Linked DNA regions of Urocitellus parryii: region 2 is linked to region 1. A link is a contact called in public Hi-C data. All regions are on one chromosome and are shown on one strand. Each heading gives the region's core, a stretch centred on a gene start, on an enhancer-like site or on the middle of the called end of the contact. The rest is flanking DNA. Distances are from core to core; before and after follow the strand shown.

Region 1 (2,700 bases), core at 58-2,557:
CAACTCCATTAGCTAAAATAAGACTGATGATCCTATACTTACTAGAAAAACAAATTTAAATCACTCATCTTCATTAACATTGAGCACAATGAGTTTTGAGGGAAAACTGTTATTAATTCTATTATGCTGTTATTGAACATCAGTCTGCAGAAAGCCTAGGCAGACATCTACAATCCATTTCGTTGAACATAATAGTATTTAGTCTATGATCCCGAAATACAGCCCAAAACATTCAGGTTAAGAGAAAAAATATGAAAAGGTGATGAGTATGTAAGCACTACCTACGATGGGACCCAGAAAAATCCTAAATATCATATTTGGTTAAGTTGCAGAGACAAGAAATCTGGATTGAAAACAAGTAGCATTAGGAATCTTAGCAAAGAGTCTGGAAAAAAAAAAAAGAAAGAAAGAAAGAAAGAAAGAAAGAAAGGCTGTGCCTGTATGTTTTCACTGGAGAATGTCATTAAGCAGTCAGAACTAAAAACAAAACAGCAAGGGAAAGTCACCCGACTGGAAGGTGTGCGCCAGCATCAAAACCGAGGTTTACAAAATTTGCTCAGGTGTTAACGTGGGTTAAAGAGCACGTGAAATCTTTATGTGAGGACTCAGTGTAACGTTGAAGTATAACCACTAACTATTCCTATCAGCCGTGCATAAGTACACTGGGGCCTTTAACAGAATAAAGTATTCGGACAAAAAAGCACGCAACGAGAGGACAAAGGGTCAATGTCACACCGAGTGTGCCGCCCCAAATCTGGGCGCTGTCAGGAAAGAGGGAATGAGGAATATATTCCAAGGATGAGAAGAAATCATCCAAGGTAAGCGAAAATGTGTGCGTGGAGGTGGTGGTTGGGAATGAATATATGGCTACCGCTTCTTCACTCCAAAAGATGCTACAATAGCGGAGGAATGGCATCAGGCCCCCGGGGTTGTAGTGGGTGCAGAAGTGGGCACAGAAGCGGGTCGTAGAGACGCGACATTTTAGGGGGCTTGGCGCCAGCATCTCCCCATCCCCCAGCAAAAACGTGGGCCCCCCTCACCTGGGCGCCACCGCCCGGCAGCGGCGGGCAGCGGGGAGAGCCAGGGGACACATCCAAGTCACTCTCTTCCTCAGTCTCACCCTCTGCCCGAGGGAGGCTCCAGGGTCCGGGCGGCGGCCACGGTTGTTCCATGTCCAACTGGCCGCAGCCCTACAACCGCCACTGCCAACGGACTTGGCGTGAATGGAACCTACTGCACCGAGCCAGCCACCCCAGCCAGCCGGGGCCGTTACCCAGAATCCCTCTGCCGGCAGCGACGCCGACGCACACCCGCGCTGGCCTGGCCGCGCAACTAGCGGACAGCGGAAGAAGTACTCAGCTCGCTGCGTCACTTCCTGGTGGGCGTGGCCTGGGCGCGGCCCAGGTCTTGAGTCTCGCGCTCGCGCGTGGAACTGGAGCGCTTTCTCGTTTAAGTCTCGGAAGTCTTTCAGCCTGCCAATCAGTCCGCGATGGCTCCATGGGTGGTGAGATGTTAGTTAGCGTTAGATACTGTTGTTTAGTGTTCCTTACTCTGTAAACCGCGGATCCTAGCCTGCGGGAGTTACTTGGACGGTGTCCACTTTGCGTGTTTTTAAAGCTGCAACTTGTTTTTGTACAGTTGGTATATAAACCAGCAGGTCTAAGGCGGAAATGGAGAGGGCTAATTTTTTAAAAGCAGAGCCAATTTACCTCTCATTTCGAATTACCCGCAACAAGAGAGTTCTGCAAAATTTGGGAGGACAGGGACGCCCTAGATAAAACACTGGAGTGAACACGGCTCCAAAAAATTAAGACTAGTACCGCACCTATGGAACGTGTGATCCGTATTTCATTTAATTCTAAAGATTTGTGTTCGTACTATCAGGCACCCCGCTCTCCACCGCCGCCTGTTTTTGAGAAGAAATAAACTGAACGTGCCCGAGGTCACACATTTAATTTAAGAGGAAGGGCTAGAATCCAGCCAAGCAAGTATAATTTCAAAATCTGTATGTTTAATAATCAAACCTTGCTGCCCTACTCATAGAGTCTCAAATAAGAACAGCAAAACGCCACTCTTTCTTTCAGTCGATTAGACTAGCACATTTTTGAATTTGATAAATAATAAATGTTGACCAAAATACAAGGAATGCTGTCGGAGAGAATGTCAGTTGTACAACCTTTTGGGAGGAGTAAATTAATAATATGAAAGGCTTAAGTGCTTCAATTCAGTAATTTCAATCCCAGGAAATTATCCAAGAATTTTGCGCCAATATTCAATGATCCATATACAAAGATGTTTTTCAGTGGAAAGAAAAAGCCAAAAAAGAATTGTTTATCAATAGAGGACCTAAATTATGTCATATTGCTACAATGGGATACTAGTCTTATAAAGAACAAATGTGCTGATTTAGAAATATCTCAAAAGTGAATTGAGTTAAATAACAAACAAGTTGTGGAATTAGATATATATGTATGAATCCGTACAGATCTTATTTGTATCCAAACAAGTCACCAGTTGAATGGGGTGGCTGATCCCTTTAATTCTAGCAATTCCAGAGCCTGAAGCATTAGGAACACAAGTTGGAGGCCAGCCTCAGCAACTTAGTGAGAGGACTGGGGATGTAGTTCAGTGGTAGAGCGCCCCCAAGTGGAATCCAAAATACCAAAAACATACAAATAAACAATAACAAGTCTGTGTGTG
Region 2 (2,700 bases), core at 66-2,565, 290 kb before region 1:
CTGCGCTTTTCCTGGCGCTCGCCGGGGTTTGGAAAGGGTGGGCCACGCAGGACCGAGGCCTCTCGGGAAGCTGGTGTGCGCGCGTGGAGATTCCCGGGGCAACCCCCGGCGTGAGCGCGCGAGGAAGTTAAGGTAGCGGCGGCTCGCTGAGCGCCGGGGCCTGGCAGGGGCTCGGTGTCAGCACTGGTCCCGGCACTCCCCAGATGGGCGTGTATGTGGCCGCCGCCCGCCGTGAAGGCGGCTGGGAATGAGTCAGCCGGGCTGGGAAGGCCCCACTGCACGCAGGCTGGCACCAAAGGAGGAAGGGCTGCCTCCGCACGGAGAGTTTCCCCTCCAGTGCACGTTGTCCCCTTCTGCTTTCGCTTTCACGTTCCGGGGACTGCAGACCCGTCCTTACCCAGGCTCTGGGCCTCAAGGGTCGGAACAACTGGATCACAGGCGCTGTTTGGTGGCAATACAATCCCGAATGAACCCCTGACTCCAGTGAGCCACCTCTGCTGAAAAAGGGAGAGGGTAGAATTAGGCTCACAGCGAAAGAAGAGAAAACTTCTGTTAAGAGCCTTATTCATTCATTGAAACATTTACCTGTTGCCTACTGGGTCCTAGATAAAGGCAACCCGCATTTCCTTGTCAGGTTGGAGCCTGTCGTTTCACACAAGTGACAAAGTATGCTTTGAATGTGTAATGTACTGGGTGTGTAATTGCCCCTAAGAAAAATAATACTAAAGGAGTAAAAAGTGAGGGGGACTTATTTTATGGAGGCCAAAAAAGACTTGTTAGAGTTAACAACATTTCAGCAAAGTTCTGTAGAATGAGAATGTGACATTCCACGAAGAGTTTAAGGTAGAGGGACTAGCAAAAACAAAGACCCTAAGAAGGGAGTGTGTTTGGCAAGTTGAAAGACCAGGAAATAAGTCATTGTGACTGGATGACAGTGAAGGAGGGGACAGTGGTAAGAGGTGAGGCAAAAGGCTTTGTTGAGTACCAGAGTGTATTTTGTCCACCTGAATGAAGTGATGCACTTATGGTTTCTGTTTCCCCTTACATAAACGATGTTGCCATTCAGATCTATCTTGTATGTGTTCCTTTAAATAAACTTCATCAGTGCAACCCCTGCATTTCTTCCTACATACGACCCATTGCAGAAGATCTCTGAGCAAATGATAGCAGGATATGAAATGACTTGAATTCACACTGACTCCTTTAAATAATGAACTAGAGCCATTGTTTTCTCATAAGATGTGAGGTGGGAAAATTTACAGGGATATTGCATACCTGTGGGTAGTGTCTTATAAGCAAAATATGCTGGAGCTCCTTTTTTTTTGTTAGAAACTGGAGTATTTACTCAATAGCAAAACTAAAATCTGCCTAAAATATTAAGGCTGAAATTACAAACAACAACCACCATGAGATTTCCCTTTTCTATAAACAAAAACTCTTGCTGAGGTAAAGGCTGGAACACAAACCCACACAAAGAAGTGCTGAAGATGGCCATAAAGTCATTGTTAAAATTAGAAACAACAGAACTGTGGGAAAAGATTATCTTTCCTGAAGAAAAAAATAAGTTTAGAACTCTGAAACTATGTGCATGTATCATGGTAATAAATGATGTTCCTATATTTTGCAATGATGTGTTATTCAATTTGGAAATGTCTGTTACTGTCTCCCACCCTGTTTTCCAGGAAAAGAGGTTTGGAACTAGTGAATATTCAGGAATTTTTTTTTGGGGGGGGGACTTTTTTTTTTGTACTGGGGATAGAATCCAGAGGCACTTTACCACTGAGACACATCCTCAGTCCATTTCTTTTCTTTCTTTTTTGAGACAGGATCTCACCAAGTTGCTTGGGGCCTTGCTAAATTGCTTCAGCTACCTTTGAACTTAAAATCCTCCTGCCTTAGCCTCCCAAGTCACTGGGATTACAAGCATGTGCCACCATGCCCAGCAGGAATTTCTTTTTTATATTAGAAATTTGGGTATGGAAGATAAGGTGGACAAGCAAAATATATTATCCATAAACTTACAAAACGAGAAATTGAGAAATTCTCTACCTACCCACACTGATAGATGAAGTAACTTGCTTAGTGTTATTCAGAGAGAAAAAGTCTCTCTCCTCCCTACTATATGATTTTAAGCCAATGCTATGCTGGAATGTTGATCTCTTTTTACTCTGTGTATTAGGGGATTTTGGAGCTCTTTAGATAGTTCCTAGTAATATATCTCGAAATTTGCAAACATTTAGAAATCTACCCTTGTTCTTTAATAATGAAAAAGGAGAATTCTAAAGAATTTGATCAAGTCTTTGAAGTCATTCACTCAATATGGAGATAAGAAATGTTAACTAGATGGTTAACACATTTGGATTCAAAACTGATTATATAGCCACATTTACAGTTTAAAACAAGCAGCTAGTTGTCAATTATGGCACCCTGTATGGATTCACGTGGCAAGATTCTGTCTTTCCACTATGGGAGAGCATGGCAGCAGAGGATCTTACATGCTTCATCCAAGCCCATACCTGCAACAAAACTTGACTTAGTCAAGTGGGAGATGGGGTCTTGGCTTCTATATTTTCTTTTAAGTTCTTGGGTAGTTTTGATATAAAACCATGGTTGAAAATCCATGACCAATTGTTTAAGAAATTACACTTGACAGTCCAAACAACGCAGGTTTTAATCAAAGCTTCTCTTTCCTCATTAGTC

Evidence for each region. A called contact is a pair of places that touch in the nucleus more often than the background predicts.
Region 2: a contact with region 1 is called in a Hi-C map of muscle, with 6 times the contacts expected there. The contact joins the promoter of Jak2 here to the promoter of Cdc37l1 in region 1. A contact is called at or near these places in 2 of 2 Hi-C or Micro-C datasets (liver and muscle).

What each region holds. Positions count from the first base shown.
Region 1 is chr4:147,676,302-147,679,001 of mUroPar1.hap1, reverse strand. Cdc37l1 (cell division cycle 37 like 1, HSP90 cochaperone) reads right to left here and starts at 1,307. Exons shown (of 7, transcript XM_077797024.1): 1 at 1,041-1,307. The coding sequence starts at 1,172.
Region 2 is chr4:147,970,080-147,972,779 of mUroPar1.hap1, reverse strand. Jak2 (Janus kinase 2) reads right to left here and starts at 1,315. Exons shown (of 25, transcript XM_077797026.1): 1 at 1-1,315.